2 separate regions of the Capra hircus genome follow, and region 2 is linked to region 1. A link is a contact called in public Hi-C data. All regions are on one chromosome and are shown on one strand. Each heading gives the region's core, a stretch centred on a gene start, on an enhancer-like site or on the middle of the called end of the contact. The rest is flanking DNA. Distances are from core to core; before and after follow the strand shown.

Region 1 (4,602 bases), core at 587-3,086:
CCTTTCCCTTCTCTAGGGGATCTTCCCAACCCAGGGATCCAACCTAGGTCTCCAGCATTGCAGGCAGATTCTTCACCAGCTGAGCCACAAGGGAAGTCCAAGACTACTGGAGTGGGTAGCCTATCCCTTTGTCAGCGGATCTTCCTGACCCAGGAATCAAACTGGGGTCTCCTGCATTGCAGGCAGAATCTTTACCAACTAAAACCCCTCTCCAAATGTAAGGTGGACCAGTAAAAGGAAGCTTTCTGTTAGTGAGACATCATCGCCACCTTGTGTTCAACAGTTTTCATTACACCTTCCTTACTGCAAAAGATGACACAGGATTCAACAGCTACAGAATATAGCTTTATTTATAGAATCTTACAAATAAAAACATTTACAGTCCACATAACTTAAGTTTATTTTCTAATTTATCTTCATAACACCTGAGTCATTTAAAAAAATACTGTGATGGAACTGCAGAACTGTAAAATAAAATATGAATAATAAAAGCTAACCTCTCTCTTTTGCAAAAATCAGACAACCTTTTGTTTCTTTCAAAGCAGATTTCCCACATATTGCTATCTCCATATTACCATGTGGAAGAGGATTTACTAGAAACAGGTCTTAGGATACCATAAAAGAGAAGCTTTCTTTTTAAAACCCAGGGTGAAGGACCAGTGAAAGGGAGACCTAAGTTGACACGAGACACAAAAACCCTTGGAGGCAAGCACAGAAGGAGACCTCCAAGCCAGGGGAGGGTGAAAGCAGCAGACGCCCTCCTCTGGAGTCACGGCTCCTGCACGTTCCACACACTTTCTTGGTTATCCTTGGAGAAAGGTGGGCCACAGAGGGAGACAGGCTGAAGACGCTAATGCCAGATGTGAAAGAAGTCCTCAGAACTTGCTACTCCTCAGACTTCTAATGTGTACAAACGCTTGACACAGCAAACCCAACACTTCAAAAAGAAACTGCCACGTTTTCGATTCATGAGGCAAATCCGTTGCACAATTTCAGTGTCTCTACCCCTTCTAAGCTCCAACTGGGACTGGCCTCTGGACCAATTACAGTTTGAAAACAACTCCCCTTTGAAGAAGGTGTCTGTGAAAGCAAAGTCAGTTCTTAATATGGATGTGCACGAGAAGGGAAAACACCCTACTGCTCACATTTTATTTTTTAAATTTGCTCAAGGTTACATTTTTGGGCTCTTTTCCTAAAGCTAGAAACCCACTAACGCTTACTTAGGATTCTACTCCACAGATACCGTGTCTGTAAGGAAGGACAGATCTACAGGGAATGCTAAAATTATCAAGTTAATACTTCGATTTAAATTAAGGGAAGCAAAATCGTCTAAGGTCCTAAGGTTTGAGTGTTATTTCCTGCTAGCTCCTGAAAGCAAGTCTGAGAAAAGTGAAACAGAAGAGACAAGGATTTGTTTCAAAACAGTTAACAGTGACAATAATAATGACAGTATAAAAAGTTAGATTCCAACATTCAAATTGGTTCTTTGGTAAAAACTGGACCGTAATCCTACCAGGAAGTCTGTCCTGACAGTTCATCTAGAATCTTGAAAACTGAGTTTTCTTCCTCCTTCCGCCCATTCTCAAATCTATCCAAGTCAACAGGCAAGATGAGAAAAACTTGTAAAGCATCACCAGCGGTTTTCCTGCTCATGTTCAAGAATAGTTCCGGTTTGAGGGATGTTTCCCAAAGGAAAAAAGAAAAAGAAAAAAACCCAGAGTCGATGCTTTCAATTACTGTAGAGTGGAAAAGCTTTCCTGTCAGAACAGAAATGTGCTCGGGTGGTGGCGACGGACCAGCGCTGGTCAGCCACGCGCACAGGTCGGTCTGCGAGCACAGCCTCTGGGCTGCAACCGCGGCACCACTGAGGAAGGCTTCTGGAGAGGTCGGCTCCCCAGAGTGGCTGAGGAATCTCGCGTTATCAATATGATAATAATACAGCAATTCACCTAGTGAACCTGGAGACTAGCTCCCCTCACAGCCGGAGCTCTGTGGAGAGGGCTCCACAGGGCAAGCAGGTGACCTACGGTCTCCCACACACATGAGTCTATCAATTCATTTTCTGAAGAGAGTTACTAGCATAATTCATATTCAGTTCCATACAGGATTCGCCCTTTCTGGTGTGGGGTGAGGGCGGAGGGGGGACCCAGCTGGTTGCCGCAGGAACTCCTGGGCCCCCTATTCTGTGAACACCAAGGATGCTCCCCTCCCAGCTCAGAGTTCTATCGCGTGTACTGTTACTGGTGGCATTACTGAGTCCTCAATGTTGCCTGCCCTGACTGCGCCTCTGATTACCCTTGTCAAGAAGACCCCAAGCGGCACTCCAGTGCTGAAAGTCAACTTGTCACTTGGCAGCACGAGTTGTTGTCCAGGGAGGTGAATTTGTGCGGTCTCCCCTCCAACACGGGTGTCGTCACTGTGCTTAGAGTGTGCTGCCGGCGAGGCAGTGGAAATGTCTCTCAGGAGATGGGGGTGGGGGCTGAGGCGTGGGAATTGTAACAAACCCATTAGATTTCTCAGAGGTCTCTTCTCTGCCCTCCCGTGTCCGCCAGTGTTCATCTGAAAGGAGGGGAGGTTCAGGCAACACAAACTACTAGCTGCTCACCTGGACAACCACAAAACACCAGGTGCAGAACCAATTTTGGCCCAGGGTCCCAGTGGGAGTAAGTGACCATCCTGACAAGACACACTCCCCTCGCCCACACACAAGGATCCTTGCCTCTCCTCCAGCCCTACTCATCTGACTCCAGCTTTGACTTCTCTTTGACAGAACAGGCAACCGAACAGACTTTGAAAATATAAGAGAGATTCCTGTCCTTTGTACTTTTGCTGTAAAAGAAACAGGCAAATTCACTTAAAAATGGGTCACCCTGAGGCCCAGGAAACACACTGAGATTTTATGAGCCCCAAACTGTAGGTTCACCTCCTACTATTACTCACCAAGCTGTGAGCCATGGCTCTCTTTCTGTGTCACCTGGCCAAGGATTCAGAATGTCTCAGTGCTGGTTGGGAGAGAAAGTGGCCAAGGTAACCAGAGGGAAAAGTTAGGCTTGTCTTTTGAGCTGTGTTGAGAAGAGGAAAGAGACAGAGGCACTACCGAGAGGCTGGTTACCAGGGCAGCTTATTCCTTGGATAGAGCATTTTTAAAACCAGCTGACATTTGAATGTAGGAATAGAGTCTGTGTCACAGTTTTTAATAGAACTGCCTCTTCTGAAGCGCTTCCTGGATGAGGTGTCCTCGGGCAGCCCAGGGCCGGACTGCCAACCCCACTGGCTCCTGGCGGGGCCCTATCCGATCTGGATATGTCCCGAGTACATGGTGAGGACTAGCATGATGCCAAAACCAGTCAAGAGGCCCAGGTTCTGGATGACAAAGGGGATCAAGAAACTGCCCTTGCGTTCATCCTCTTGGCTCACCTCGTTCATCTCAGGGAACTGGGAAAGAAAAGGAGAGAACATGGGAGCTGCAGTTCCTTTCTTCCTGCAGCTCCTTCAAGTGCAAGACAATTCAGTTATATATACTATCGAATAATCATTAATGTTTATTATTACTATATTTTTATGTGAAAATAACACATCATCAGTGTACATGATTATTATAATAACTATTAATATATAATATTTAATCAAGATGCATGCATCCAAGCTCAGTTCCTCAGTCATGTCTGACTCTGTGATCCCATGGACTGTAGCCTGCCATGTCCGTAGGATTCTCCAGGCAAGAATACTGGAATGGGTTGCCATTTCCTTCTCTAAGGGATGTTCCTGACCCAGGGACTGAACCCACGTCTCCTGCATCGACAGGCAGATTCTTTTACTGCTAAGCCACCAGGGTATATAAAAAAATAGGATTGCTTTACAAAGAAAATCAATAGCAGTAACTTCTAGAACTTAAACATTATCACCTTTCTCCAAGGTGGTTGCCACTGCTTTGCAACTATGGAGGTGAAACAAAGTACTATACATATATGTAACCCTGGATGTTTTTAGAGGCTGGTTAAAAATAACCACTCTAATAAAACTGCCACTTGTTTGGGAAACTGTGTAAGGGGCCTGAAAATGGAGCTAAGTATCGCAATGACTCAAGGTCTCCTGCATCTGGCTAGCAAGGCATGCATGCTCAGTCATGTTCGACTCTCTGCGACCCCATGCACTGTAGCTCTACAGGCTCTTCTAGTCATGGGATTTCTGAGGCAAGAATACTGGAGTGGGTTGCCATTTCCTTCTCCAGGGGATCTTCCTGACCCAAGGATTGAACAAAAAATGTCCTAACCCATTGGCTGAGGATGGACCGTGGTGGTCAGTACTCTCATCATCTCATCAAAAATACTACTTTTCAGGACTTCCCTGGTAGTCTAATGGTTAAGAATCTGTCTCCCAGTACAGGGGACATGGGTTCCAGCCCTGGAAGGGGAAGATCCCACATGCGTTGGAGCAACTAAGCCTGTGCTTCACAATTAATGAGTCTGTGAACCCTAGAGCCTGTGCTCCACAACAAGTGAAGCAATGAGAAGCCCATGAACTGCAAGGAAGAGTAGCCTCAGCTCGCCACAACTAGAGAGAGCCTGCATGTAGCAATGAAGACCCAGTGGGGCCAAAAAT
Region 2 (4,602 bases), core at 1,472-3,971, 130 kb before region 1:
AGAGTTTTGAATCCATGGCCTTGGCCCATGGTCATGGGGACCTTGACCACCCAGAAAATCCCTCAGTGGTCCCCCAACATATTGTGTCCATTCCCGCCCACCTGCCCATAGTACGCACCTCAATGGGCTGGGAGGGCTTCTCAACAGGGTCATCTACCAGTGGTTTCTTGGGCTAAGAGTGGGAAGAGTGAGTCAGAGGGGGTGAAATCATTCCCCCAATGCACGATTCAAGGGTACATCCTTTTCCAGAGAACCAGGCCCACACACCTTCTGCCCAGTCTCTAGTTCTTGCAGAAACTGGTTCCAGGATTCTTCCGTCCAGATATTGTCCGCTTTCTCTCGGCGTCTGAGCACCTGCATGGCAGGGAGTAGGCATCAGCTTGAAGAGAGCGGTACCCAGACACTGGCCAGGCTCGAAAAGCAGGCTTTCAGCCACTGTCCACTTCCGTGCCCATCAGCACCCTCCCCAGAATTCCAGGATCTTCTGGCTGCACAGGCTCCAAGATGAAGAATAGCTTTACCTGTGCTTGCAGCAGAAAGTTGTGTCTGACCCTTTGTGACCCCATGGACTATACAGACTATACCGACTATTGCAGCAGCAGAAGGCCTGACCAAAGAGCATGGGGGTGGGGGAAGTGCTGGGCAGGGAGAGGGGATGCTGGGCAAGCCACCTGCTTTGAGGTCTGGTGCAGGGAGGAGGGTGCTCCAGGACTGCAACTGAAGGTGCTTCTAAGAGACTCTTCAGAGACGTCCCAGCTTCTTCTAAAGAAAGGAAAGACATCTTTCAGTTTCCTTTTAGGGAAACAGGGGCAGGCGTGAGCACACAGTCCTGGGGAGGGAGCTGCACCCCCTCCCCACCTGTTCTGGGCTGTAGAAGCAGTGTTAAATAGTAAAATGTTATTAGCTCTGAGTTCAAATTCCAGCCCCACCACTTAGCTGTGTCTCCTTTGGTCTTAGAGCCTCTGATTCAACACCTATAATATGAGAATGACTCCCACCTTTATAAGGGTATGGGGAATCTTAGGTGAGGGAACATACCTGAGACACCCAAGACAGGGGCTAACATGTACACATCTGCTCCAGAAGTGGCCAGTCCCTTTCCTGCTGGCCTTGGTGAAATATCCTGCATTTGGTTTCTGTCTGGTCCCATGACTGTGGGTATGTATGTCTGTGAAGCTTGCACCCATACCCAAGGGTGTGAGACTATATCTTAGTTCCCGGAAAACCCAGGTCAAGGGAAAGAACCTGCAGGCCTGACCCAGAAGCTCTGAACAAGTTACTTCTGCTCCACAGGTCTCCGTTCCCTGAGGTGCTAGATCATTGATGTCATCTGTCACAGTTACCTGAGTGTCCTTCCAGGACTCCCTTCTTGGCTGGCTGAAATCGTCCAGTTTCTGCTGAGTTTGAATATTTCCACCAAGTGGAACCACTGTACCAAGCTTATCAAGTGATGGAATGTCTGAGGGGAGGGTCAGGATCTGTCTGCTGTTGCTATGACTCTACTCTAGGAAGAACATCACTAACAACAGTGATATGAGAGTGGAATACATTGTTCCTAATTTAGGGAAGCTCTAGTCATAATTGGAAGACTGATGCTGAAGCTGAAGCCCCAATACTTTGGCCACCTGATGCGAAGAACTGACTCACTGGAAAAGACCCTGATGTTAGGAAAGATTGAAGGTAGGAAAAGGGGACAACAGAGGACGAGATGGTTAGATAGCATCACTGACTCAATGGACATGAATTTAAGCAAACTCCAGGAGATAGTGGAGGACAGAGGAGCCAGGCATGCTGCAGTCCATGGGATCACAAAGAGTCGGACATAACTGAGCAACTGAACAACAACAACTAGTCATAATCAAGCTTGTATGATAATCATGTTTGTGGAGATGTGCAGTGTACTTTGATCTTCATGCCACCCTCTGATTCCCATTTAACAGATGGAGCTAGAAAGCTTAGACTGGTTACCTTGGTCAAGGTCACGTGGCTAGTGCAGCACACTGGTCTGAATCCAGAGGTGCACGTGCGTGCTCAGTTGTGTCCAAATTTTTGTGACCCCGTGGACTGTAGCCCGCCAGGCTCCTCTGTCCATGGAATTTTCCAGGCAAGAATCCAGAAATCTGGGTCCAACTCTTGACCAAATCTTAGTCTCTACCTTATTGATGATGCCAAGAGCCACAGCCCGGTTAAGGCCAAGCTAATGAGGTCACTCTGTTCCCAGAAAGGAATCAGAAACTCGTTAGTGACACTGTGACGGAGAGCCTCCTGATTCCTGAGGTTGGGCTGCGCCCCTGCAGCTTGGGCTGAGCTTGTGTGGTTTTCTTAGAAAAGATGCACTGCGTCCTGGACCTGTCTGCAGGGTTCCTCTCTCAGTGGCATCTAGGACAAAGCCTGTGGCCCTCTATGCCCCTTGTTTTCTCGCAGGCTTCAGAATGGATGGCTGCAGGTCCACGCCTAGCCACGGGCTACCCCGCTCTCCACCCCAAATGAGGCATGGACCTTTGCGGTGATGAATTCCTGCCGCCAAATACAGAGGCATCCCAGGCAGTCCTGACCACAAATAGCGGTCAGGTCATCCCCCTTTGGCTCTGGTGGCATGGAGGATCTCAAGCAGTGGGAACCCTGAGAAGGGGCAAAGCCATGGGCAGGAGCCTGCTGGCCTGGTCCGAGACTGTGCCAGCTGTGGCCACCAGGGGGTGCCCAGTCCCCTCAAGGAAGCCAGCACCCCTCTGCAGCTCTGGGGCCCTCCCCTTGATGACTCACCCGCTCAGAGGCGACTTCTGGTTTGGCCTGGCAGGTGGTCTTTGCTGGGGCCCTGGATGCCTTGAGTTTGCAGATGTGGCACAGGAAGAATCCACTGAAGTGAGAGAAAATAAACAGGGGCAATGGAAGGTGAAAGCTGGGGTTGGGGGCACCTGGGTGACCATGGAAGGTTCTGGCCCACCCCTACCCACGCTCCTGGGTAGCTGGTGGGAACAGGGGTGATGCTCTGGACCAGTAACTATGGGCTGGGTGCCAAGAGCTTTACACTCTTTACCACACCTTTGAAACATCTCTGGGGTGTTCCCGTTTTACACGTTAGAAAAGAGAGGCCCAGAGAAAGCAGAGCCAGGGCTAGGCATTTGCTGGACAGTGACTCAGAGGCTCTGAATTATTAATACCGTGGACCAGGGGATTTGGAGCTCACGGAAATGGGCTGTACAAAATTCACAAGTTGAGCTGAGCCAACTGGGGAGCCCCAAAGCCAGGCGTGGCTGCAGGGAGGGGTAAATGCGGGCGCTGGGCTGAGGCATGCCACCCCCCAAACCCCAGCCTTCACCTTTGGGTGCCTCCTCGAAGGTCCAGTCCAGCTGTAGGTCTAGGGTAGCAGAAAGGACTAGGTCAGGGTGGGGGCAGCAAGCGAGAACAAGGATGGGGAGCCCTGGGAGGCAGCCCCAGAGGCTCCCAGTCCCTCCTGCCTAAAGCAGGGGCCCAGGGGCTGAGTCAGAGCCTGAAAAATGTCTCGAGGGAGGGAAGGAATTAGGAGGGCAGTTCTCAGGAGGGCTTGAAATGCCTCTGGCTGCCTTAGGGCCTGAGCGAGCCAAGAGGGCAGTGGCCTTGCCCAAACCCTCCTCCCTTTCCCTCCCTACATTCCCACACACACCCTCTCCCTGACCTTTGGAGACCTGCCCTGCCAGGTCAATTTGGTGAATTCCACTTCCCCTTCACCCTCTCGCCCTTTCTGCACCCTCTTCTAAATCTTCGCCCTTTCCCCAGACCCACTTTTCAAGGTGCTCAGGACTTTCTGGGGCCTCCAAGGAAGAGCTACTGACCAGCCAACCCTCTTGATTTCCTTGGCACAGAGACACGTAACCACAGCTCTGACCTTAAACGCAAACCACAATCCCCCTCTCCGGATCCCACACCTTCCTCCAGTTCTTGGAGTTTTCTGCTTTCCTTTGCAGCCAACTACTGGCCATAAGGGGCTTCCCAGGTGGCGCTAGTGGTAAAGAACCCGCCTGCTAATGCAGGAGACATAAGAGACGCAGGTTCAATCTCTGGGTTGGGAAGATCCCCTGGAGGAGGGCAGGGCAACCCAGTCTAGTATTCTTGCCTGGAAAAGCCCATGAACAGAAGAGCCTGGCAGGCTACAGTTCATAGGGTTGCATGCATGCTGGCCATAAGAAACTCAGTGTCTTCAATTCCACTTCCTGATAATCAGGCTTTCAGCCTGAGCCACCCTCGTCAAGGACTCCAGTGACCTCCATGTTACCAGATCAAATGGTCAGTCCCACTTGGTCAGCAGCAGCCTCAGTCACAGAGGTTCACTTCCTCCTTTAGAAATTTCTTGTCACTTGGCTTCAGGGAGACTACTCTGGTTTTCCTCCTGCCTCCCAAGCTGCCCCTTCCCAGGCAGCCTAGTTGATTCCTGCCCATCTCTCCAAGCAAGTGCTTCAGGCTCAATCCCTGGGCCTCTGTCTCTCCATCTCCCTCGGTGATCTGGTCCAGTCTTCTACCTTAAAAAATATTGCCTATTCCAGGGACTCCTAACCTTAGTCGTACATCGGAGCTAGTTGAGGGACCTTTACACCAAAAGTCTCTTTGAGTGGGTCGTTGGTATTT

What was found. A called contact is a pair of places that touch in the nucleus more often than the background predicts.
Region 2: a contact with region 1 is called in a Hi-C map of liver, with 2.8 times the contacts expected there. The contact joins two enhancer-like sites. A contact is called at or near these places in 4 of 5 Hi-C or Micro-C datasets (blood and liver).

The regions. Positions count from the first base shown.
Region 1 is chr8:69,381,890-69,386,491 of ARS1.2, reverse strand. It overlaps SLC39A14 (zinc transporter ZIP14), which reads right to left. Exons shown (of 9, transcript XM_018052296.1): 9 at 333-3,435. The coding sequence ends at 3,289. Among named protein-coding and RNA genes, the nearest start is that of PPP3CC, 21 kb to the left of the region's middle. Within about 2 kb of position 1,836, at least 1 of the 5 cell types and tissues checked has an H3K27ac peak or open chromatin away from gene starts, as enhancers often do.
Region 2 is chr8:69,507,915-69,512,516 of ARS1.2, reverse strand. It overlaps SORBS3 (vinexin), which reads right to left. Exons shown (of 22, transcript XM_018052302.1): 7 at 3,320-3,358; 8 at 2,764-2,857; 9 at 672-762; 10 at 268-354; 11 at 119-172. Among named protein-coding and RNA genes, the nearest start is that of TRNAG-CCC, 8.9 kb to the left of the region's middle. Within about 2 kb of position 2,721, at least 4 of the 5 cell types and tissues checked have an H3K27ac peak or open chromatin away from gene starts, as enhancers often do.